Regions from separate parts of the Mus musculus genome. Here region 1 is linked to region 2. The links are chromatin contacts, called in public HiChIP or PLAC-seq maps. All regions are on one chromosome and are shown on one strand. The core of a region is the stretch at or near the end of the contact, and the rest is flanking DNA. Distances in the headings are between cores, read along the strand shown.

Evidence for each region. HiChIP or PLAC-seq counts read pairs in DNA pulled down with a chosen protein or histone mark.
Region 1: a contact with region 2 is called in an H3K4me3 HiChIP or PLAC-seq map of embryonic limb bud, with 2.8 times the contacts expected there. The contact joins two enhancer-like sites. A contact is called at or near these places in 4 of 39 promoter capture datasets (cranial neural crest, embryonic stem cells, frontonasal cranial neural crest and 1 more), 3 of 484 Hi-C or Micro-C datasets (embryonic stem cells, nephron progenitors and stem cell-derived primordial germ cell-like cells), 8 of 115 datasets of contacts at active chromatin or transcription factors (craniofacial prominence, embryonic forebrain, embryonic limb bud and 4 more) and 2 of 9 other capture datasets (adipose tissue and embryonic stem cells).

What each region holds. Positions count from the first base shown.
Region 1 is chr5:37,977,454-37,982,222 of GRCm38.p6, forward strand. The region is part of intron 1 of Gm40289 (a long non-coding RNA gene); the gene reads left to right. Among named protein-coding and RNA genes, the nearest start is that of Gm40289, 7.9 kb to the left of the region's middle. Within about 2 kb of position 3,463, at least 1 of the 459 cell types and tissues checked has an H3K27ac peak or open chromatin away from gene starts, as enhancers often do. A contact at or near this core is called in embryonic limb bud, where this site is marked.
Region 2 is chr5:37,813,844-37,818,545 of GRCm38.p6, forward strand. No RefSeq gene overlaps it. Among named protein-coding and RNA genes, the nearest start is that of Msx1, 8.4 kb to the right of the region's middle. Within about 2 kb of position 3,203, at least 49 of the 459 cell types and tissues checked have an H3K27ac peak or open chromatin away from gene starts, as enhancers often do. A contact at or near this core is called in embryonic limb bud, where this site is marked.

The DNA.
Region 1 (4,769 bases), core at 2,213-4,712, 160 kb after region 2:
ATGCAGGGTCCAGAGAGCCTGGCTTCACTGCTGAGAGATAGCAGGGTAGGATTAACAAGCTTGTGGCCACCACCAATGGTTCCTAGTGTGCCCTTGGGCAAGTTCACTAACTTCTCTGAAGTTTAGCTTCTTCACTAGTGAACAGTGCATAACAGAGACTAGTGAATAGCTCAGCAGCCTACTGCTCTTTCAGAGGACCAGAATTCACTTCCTAGCATGCACCATGTTGAGAAGCTCATAATCACCAGGAACTCTGGCTCTGGGGAGATCCAACTCCCTTCTCCTGGCCTCAGTGGACATCTGCACACTCAGGCTCATCATAAACATAAAGAGAATATAAAGATTATTTTTAAAAGAAGTGATGTTGGAGCCAGGCATGGTGGCATAAGGCTTTAATGCCAGCACTCTATGAATTGAGTTTGAGGCCAGCCTGGTCTACATATTGCGATCCAGGACAGCCAGAGCTACATAATGAAATCTGTCTTTAATAATAATAATAATAATAATAATAATAATAATAATAATAATAATAATAATAATGTGATCTTAAGGCAACTGTGGAGATGTGGTATATGGGACACTTTATCTGTGATGGCCATTTGTAAGATATTCCAGGATGACAACGAACTCACTGCATCCCTGTAGGGAGGGTTGGGAGACTATGTCTTATAAAGCTTTTATTTCCACCTGGTCACAAAGATACAATGAAGCTACTTAATATATTCACATGTAGAATCATACATTTGTGTATGTATATGTGTGTGTACCTGCCTATGTGTGTGTGTATATATATATTTATATATTTACATTATTGCTAATTTTTTAATTGCTATTTGTTATAGTTTGCTCATGCAATGTCTCACAGGTTCATGTGTTGAAGGCTGGGTCCCCAGCTGGTGGCACTGTTTTGGGAGATGCTGGGAACCTAAGGGGATGTGGTTGGGTGTCCAGTTGATAGCTGTAGTAGTCAATCTTGACTTGATTGCGAGTTGCCACACAGGAATTTAGGAAAGCACCCCTCCGATGTGCCTGTTGGGACCTTTCCAGGGGTGAATGGATCCGCAAGGCGTTGAGCTAATTGTTGGCTTCATCTGTTCATGAACTCAAAACCTGAAGACCTAATCGTGCATGTGGTGCCTGCCAGCAACTCCAGAACTCCAAAGACAGGAAGGAGATAAAGGGTTTAAGGTTATCCTCAGCTACATATCGAGCTCCTGGCCAACCTGAGCTGTTTGAGACTCTCAGGTGGTAAAACAATGGGAGATGGCATCACCTTGCCTCTGTCTCTACTAAAACACAGCAGAGTGACTCTTAGGGCCACCCAGCTGGTAAGTGGCAGAACTTGCCAGTCAGAAAGGCCTATCACACACACACACACACACACACACACACACACACACACACACACTTATGCATCCTCAGGACTTAACAAATCACAAGCTAAAGACCCCAAACAATATGGACCAAACCATGAGAAATGCACCTGCTCTCTTGGGGACAGCAGTATCTCATCATCCCGGTAGGATTTCCATCTTATTGTGGCTGAGTATGCAAAACTTCTGATCTTGTGCTAGATTCTGTGGTTAAAATGGCATTTCTAAACAAACTCTTTTTCTCCTCCTTTCTTTCCCTCCTCTCTCCCTCCTTCCCTCCCAAGATCAAAGGAGGCATTTGGGCCTTTAAGATAACATTCACTTAGAGAGAGATGGTAATATATAAGATTAATGAAAATGAACATAATCCCTCTGGGTAGAAGAGCTTTTGTTCAGTCGTTTGTCCTGCTGTTAATTATGCGTTAGGTGGTGATAAATGTTTTAAATCAAAGATGCCTGGAAAACCATTTAAATGATTTTCACCTAATTAGGTTCCCTGCCCATTCTCTCAAATCCCTCCCCAGTGCAGTCCCTGCTTTTGACATGAACTTTGCAAGAGTCAGGGACCCTGAACATGGAACAAGGAACTATTCCAGCTCCTGGGCTCTGACCCACCAGCAGATTTATTTTTTCAAACTGTAGATGGAAGATCAAAAGAAAGTTTATCAGGTCCTGTCTCCCTTTAGCCTGTCCAGCCAGACTTGGACAAGACTCTATCAACCTTGAGGCTGAGAGAGGCCCAGCTCTGGGAAGGGCAGGGGAAGACATGGGGGAGGGAAGGAAGAAGAGGGAGGGGAGAAAGGAGAGAGGAGATGAGGAGAGGAAGGGAGGGAGGAAAGGAGGGATACAGAGTGAGTGAGTGAGGAGAGAGACAAGAGAGGGGGAGAGGGAGGAAGAAGAGAAGCAGGAGAGGGGGAGAGAGAGCATCCCCAACAGAACATTGTTAGATTATATCCAAGAACTGCTGAAAGGACACAGCCAGGCTGTGAAAGAGCCTGAGGTCAGAGGTGCAGAGGCTGGGTGTCTAAGAGAGCTGGTTGGTATAATCCAGAGACCCAGGGGTCCAAGATTCATGGAGGTTCCCCTTTGTTAAACTCTTTGAAACTGAGAAACCTGCACATCTTAAAGGAACTACTAGGGATGGAGTGTGGTGTGCTGCAGGGGCCAGAAGGATGACAGGAAGATGGAGGGAGGATAGAAATGGCCCAAGGATGACAGGGGAGATGGTGGGATGAGGAGCAGCAAACCTCCCAGGATTTCTGCATCCAGAACCCCTTGGTCTGAGGCTAGAGCTACAGATCAGTCGTTTACCATTTGCCTAGCATGAAGGAAATACTGAGTTCGATACCCAGCATCACAAATGGCACCCTAGCACGCTGGGGGTGGAGGCAGGAGGATAGAAATTACACAGTGGGTTGGAAGCATATTTCTCAGAGCCTCTGAGATCAGAACTCAGTCCTTTCCAGATGAGAGGCCCGTGTCTTCAATTTTCTCCAGTCTCCACCAACTGAGTGGCCTCAAGCCACTCGCTGATGTTTCTGAGGCTCTTGGAAAGTGTGATGTAGCACAGCCCTTTGCCCAGAGTCTAGGAGGACTCGCAGGCAAGACACAATGGCTGTGCCACCTGCAGAGTGCCATAGATAGCCTCTCTCTCAGGCTTGACCTTCCTGCCACCCACTTGAAGCCAGAAGATACAAAATGTAGAATGAAGGAAATTCCTTCAATGGACACCTCCTCTGGCTTAATAAAAACCAAACTGGGCAGCTCATGTGGAAACTGGAGTCTTCGTCACAGCTCTTCTCTTGGTAATAGTGTCACTCGCTATGAGCCTGTGGGATAAAATATCCCAGACAATCTGTCCACTGGCAACAATGAGAGGTTTGCAGACACCCAGAATCACAATTATTTGGATATTTGCAAAACACGTCTGTTAATGATTTGGGATCCTAAGGACTTACTTTGAATTAATTCCTCTTTTAAAGGGCGGTTTGGCTTCCCATGAAGGGGCAGACCTTGGATGCCTAGCCTCAACCTCACACTAAATGAACTTTTTACAGGTTCCAGATGACGCCTGGCACCTGGCAGGAGGGAGGCAACTCCCAGGGTCAGTTACAACCAGAGTTCCTTCAGCTACCCCTTCAGTCATAGGGCAGGAGGCAGTACCCTCCCAGGAAGGTATTTCAGCAATGCCTTTGAGAAGCCTCTGGGAGCCTCAGCAGGAACCATTGGGAAACTGAGTCCCAAACCTTGAGTCCCACATATGTATACTCCTGCTCCCAGAGAAGAGCAGACCCTTCTAGAAGGTCCTCTGCCATCCTTTCCGTGTGTGTGTGTGTGTGTGTGTGTGTGTGTGTGTGTGTGTGTGTGTATGTGTGTGTGTGTGTGATGTATATGTACTGTGTGTTAAGATAACTGGACCAGGGAGATACCTCTATAAGCACTTTGTCTATGTGGTGGCCTCCATTGGCTCATAGGAAGTGGTGCTATTAGGAGGTGTGGCCTTGTTGAAATAGGCGTGGCTTTGTTAGAGGCTTTGTCAATAGCAGGTGGGCTTTGAGGTGGGTCTCAGGAGTCCAAGCCCAGCCAGTGTGTCACTGTCACTTCCTGCTGCCTGCAGGTCCAGATGTAGATCTCTCAGCTCTCTCTCCAGCACCATGTCTGTCTGTACACACAAGCCACGACAATAAAGGACTAAACCTCTGAATTGCAAACTAGCCCCAATTAAATGTTTCCTTATAAGAGCTGCTGTGGTCACGGTGTCTCTTCTTTTTTTTTGGGGGGGGGGTTGGTTTTTCGAGACAGGGTTTCTCTTTATAGCTCTGGCTGTCCTGGAGCTCACTTTGTAGACCAGGCTGGCCTCGAACTCAGAAATCCACCTGCCTCTGCCTCCCGAGTGCTGGGATTAAAGGCATGTGCCACCACACCCGGCCACAGTGTCTCTTCTAAGACAGTGTATAAAGTCTATAAAGTACATGGCATACAAGCACGAGGATCCAGGATCAATCCCCAGAACCCATACAGAAAGCAGGCGTGGTAGCTATGTTTGCATCCCACACTGTGGGGAGTCTGAGACAGGTGGATTTCTGGAGGACCACTGGCCAGGCAATCCACAGTAATTGGCGGTAGGGAGACACTGACATCACAAGTCTTAGAAAACCTGGCTGCTCACCTTCAGCGAGTAGAGAGTCTGAGCTCTGGAGTGACTGGCAACCTTGGCTCCCCATCTATATTAATCTTCTGGCTGGAGATGTGGTGTTAGACAGGTATTTAGTATGGCAATCCACTGTCTTCTCAGATTTCAGGATCTCCAAATGAAGCGCAGTTTTAAGATTCAATTCCTGTCTCTGCTTATTGGCATCTGAGAGACAGTCAAGCCAAGAGCTCTGGCCTCCAACT
Region 2 (4,702 bases), core at 1,953-4,452:
AGAATCCTGACTCCCCAGCTCACTGCGTGGTGCCCTTGGGAGTGATGCCTGACTGATGCAGGATTTCCCTCTAGAGGCACACTATTACATCCTTTGCCACCTATAAGGCCCCTGGTGCAGAATCCAGCTCAGAGAATGTGTGCTCTGAGATGATGGGACCAGGATATACTGGGAAAGAGGAAATTGATGGGTATGCTCAACAGCAGAATCCAAAGAATGAATAAAATCCTAGTTAGGGGTGGAGGGAGGAAGAGAGCAAGGAAAGAGATGACTACAGGGCCAGAAATGAGACTCGAGTCCCCACTCCTATGTAGTGAGTAGGCAGCAAGGGCAGAATCAGGAAATTGGAGCAGACCTTCCCCAGTGTCCCTCTCTTCCCTTCAAACACCCCACACCCACACCTACCTCCACCCTCATCCCCCATCCTGGCATTTGCACAGCCTCCTGAAATGCACCCACCTGTGACTCCTTTACCCTCTCAGTTTGAACCTCTGATGAGTGACAGCATACCTGTGGCCACAAGGGGGTGGCAGTGCTAACACTCACCCCTCTGTTACCTGGCCCTTTGCAGGATTAAAGTCACCTTGGCACAGGCTTTGGCACATGCCCCTTGATCAATACACTGCATTTCTCTCCCTGCACTGGAGCTGGGAAGGGTAGGCCTCAGGTTCCCTAGGTTATGCAATGGACACAGGGAAGGGCTTGGATGACTTAAGCTCTGAGACCACACAGCTGGCACCCAGCTGGGCCAAGGAGATCATCGCAGTGTCAGAGGAAGCAAGCAGGCAGGACTGGGAACTGCAGTTGATCAGGGGTGTTTCTGACCGACTCCACCTCCCAGCCGAGGCTCAGATGCACAGCAACAACTGAGCTTCAGAGGCTCCTGGATGGAGCTGGGGATCAGGCCCTGGGTCTCATGGCCCAGCTGCAGGAGCTCTGAAAAGAAGGTTCTCTGAGCCTTGGGTCTTTCATTCCAAGAGTTCATGTCTCTCCTGGCATCTTGGACTACTATGGGACACACACAGAGAAGACATACGTGTTCATGGGGGAAGGAGGCACCTCCCAGCAACTTCTATAGCAGGTCACTATCACTTTCCAGGGAACTGGATCCCAATGCCCTTCCTACCTTGAGGCTATCTCTCTTTACAGTGCTCAGAGGGACAGGGAAATACCACCAATACCCTATGGGCTATAAGCTTCAACTACCAGAGGCTAGTTCCAACCTGGCCAGCATGGCTTTTCCTTAGGATCCTTGCACAGATACCTACCTCTGGGAAGCTTTTTCTTGGATGTTCTTTGAACCCGGACTTCAAACCCCACTCCCCTAACTTCAGCTTTCAGTTCACGAGTCGCCCCTGCAGAAGGCTGAGCTTGCCAGCTGTGGAAGACAAGAGGATGCTATCCATTGTTGCCTTTGAAGGTTCATCTCTTCCTGAAATTCCTATTTACTTGCTAAGGTGTCCTGAATACATCACTGAACACTTAGCTTCAATCAGCCTAAATTTTAGACCAAATCCCACAACTCCTTCCAGTCTGATTTTCTTGTGTCAAAAAGAGATCGATAGCCCATGGACGGCAACAATGTATCGCTGAAGGGTTGTCCAAAACCAAGATGGAGGTGGTATGGTGGCCCTTTTTTTTTTCTGGCCCCAACGATCAGGAATGGAGGGCAGGCAGACCCTTAAATTTTCTTCTAACTAAAGCCCAAAGGGAACTCTGATCATTGTGCCTGTTCAGATGTGCTATGTGCCCTGCGCAAGGCCATATGGGTATAATCAAAGCTTCTGAGATGTAGTAAATTGCTAGGTAGAGGTCACCATCCAGCTAGGGACAGACCCAGATTTGAGCCCCACATCTCAGACCTGAGTGGTTGGCACACTCTGGCTCTCTGGAGTCTCCTGGAAGACCAGGACACAATTCTGACTGCTTTATTAAGATTTCACCATGGATATTTGTTGGTGGAAGGGCCACACACATTGCAAAGCCTTTCCTGTTGTTCCCGTGACCACAAGGAAACAGAAGCATCCTACACTTGGCATATAGAGAAGAGACAGGCCCAGAAAACTTAAGGAACTTGCCTCAAATCACATGGCCTCAAAAGTCTAAAACGAGGATCTCCAGGCAGACAACTGCAGATCAGACAATCAGACACTGACAGACTGCAGTATCTAGTGGTATTCTGGCTGTTCCTAGCAGCACCCACATCTTTGGGCCTGCCTGACATGCTGGACAGATGGTCCTGATCCTGGGCCCGAGTGCTGTCCAAGAGTAAGCAGGGCCAGGTCCCTTAGGAGCCCCATCTTGGGAAGGCATGTGAGGCTTTGCCAAATGCAGGGCAGAAGCTCTGCTCTGGGGAAGGGGGACGAAGGCTCCTTATGTTGAAGGGAAGAACTTCCCAGCATTCCTCAACCTCACCCATGAAAGCTCTATATCCTAGAACTGGCCGTGCACACACATGTGTATGAGGGCCAAAGCACTCGTACATAAACAGTTACATGTGTGCCTCTGCATAGTGCTCCTCTGGTGCTCACCCTGGTGCCTGCCCCCAGCACCTAGGATGCTAGAATGCTGTGATTCCACATCTCCCATTGAGACCCGTTCTGCTCTCTACCAGGCTTTGCTGGATCTTTCCCTCAATCTCTCCACACACCAAAGGAATTCTTTCTCTTCATCTGCCTGTCTCTTTCCTATCCCTCTTTTTCCTCATGAAAGTCTGTCTCTCTCAGTAGGCCTTAAAGTCTCTGACTTTCTAGAGACATTAGAAGGTGGCCTTGTCTTGGATGCTAGCGAGTAGGCTTTGGGGATGAGTGTTGGTTGTGTGTGTAATGTATGCTTCTGCCGGTTGTGTGTGGCTGTGTGGCTGTGTGGCTGTGTGGCTGTGTGGCTGTGGGCTGTGGGCTGCGTGCCCTGCCCAAGGTGGTGTGTCTGTTGAAGTGTATGTGCCATCTACTGATTTTGTGTATGATGTGTGATGGTTAGACATGTGTTGGGCATCTATGTGAGTCTGACTTGTGCGTCTGGGATGCACATGTTGACTTTGTGTGTTTGCTGAAAGGTGTGCTGGTGTGTTGCGACGATGTGTATGGGTCATGTGTGCACAAGCACTTTGTAGGCTCTGCTTGTGTTCGGCATTGGGCAAGGGGATTTGTCGGCAGTTGACATTGAGAAAAGGAGGCTGAAACCGCGGTGTGGCGCTGTGGCGGAGGCCGGCAGGCGTGTGGCCAGGGCCCTGTAGGGCCGCGAGAACCGGGGATCCCGAGCTGTCGAACAGAGTGAAGGGATCCCCCGAGGAGTCCGGATGCAAGCATGGGGGTGCAGAAGAGGAGAGTGAACATTTGGCTGTGGGAGGTGGGGTCAGGTGCTCCCGATGGCTTGAAGGGTAGGGGGACTGTTGTGAAGAAGAGAGCGACTGGGAGGACAGGACGGAGCCGGAGCCGGGAAGAACTTGCGGCCCCGGGGGCCTGGCCAGGCGGGCGCCAGCCGAATAGTTGAAAGGCGGCCGCTGCCTCTCCTCACAGCTCCCCATTGCGCCCCTGAGGGCTCTGGCGGGGCGCAGACCTGAACCAGTCGGGCTCACCTAGGGGCCTCGGGTCACTAAAGGGGCCCCACGGTACGACGCCTGGTCTTCTGTGAGTCTCCTGGGCGGCCTGGGCTGTCCTTCCAGAATCGGCTATCCGAGCCACGTAACCCAGAAACTAGGCACTCTGAATGCGAGCCCCACCCAGCCTCCCGGGCTGCGACCGCCTAAGCCTAGCTACCCAAGACCAGAGCTCTGGTGCACCAAGTCCCCGACCTTGCCCAGTGTCACCCCTTCCCAGTTATCACGCTGGAGCGGCCGCTCCAGTTCTGTGGCGTCGTCAGAAACAGAATTTGCTGAGTTTCGGTGATCTTCCCAACCAAATAAAAAAAAACACAAGTGCAGACAGCCTGCCGGGCAAGGGATACGTCCCTCTCAGGCCCCCAAGAACAGTGTTTGCGTGTGGTCATGGAAAAGGAGTTAAAGTCACAACTGGGGCCCAGATCACCCGTGGCTAGTTTCCCGGGACACCCACATTTTGTGCGAGAACTGTCATAGCATCCAATGATCCTCAGCTACAGAGGCTTGGGATCAGGAACACGTAGGTTCCAAGTGAAGTCAGATCTAATCCCTACTCTGTCCCTTCATTAGCTGTGTATCCCGCTACCTCTCTGGGCTACGGGAGTCCCCCAAAAAACTGTAGAAATCTGGGTTTGAGCGAAGGAGAGACACAGCCTGCACGCACAAGTAACGCTCAACACAGCAGATCCCAAGAACAGACTATTCTACCACAGCCCGCCAGTGCCCTAGATGGTGACCCAGTGCCCTCCCCCGCCCCCTGTGATCGAGACCACACGTTAGCTGGATCAGAACATTGATCCGCAAAGGACCAAGTCAAGGGCCCGCTATAGACATCACTTTCGCTTGAATAGACAAGGAACCCCAGTTACTGCAACCGCCATTAAGAAGCGGAATCCACCACCCGGCCGCAAATTTCTGCCTCACTGTGTTTACAGCGGCTTCCAAATCTGGACGTCAAACCAGTGGGCTGCTCAGATACAGCGAACACCTATTGATCACTTTCTGTGTACACGCCGAGTCTAGAAAGAGAATTGGGAAATGGGGCAAAGAAAGGGCTGCTGAAAGAAAAAAAATTAAGCAGAAAAATGAACGGACCCGGTACTG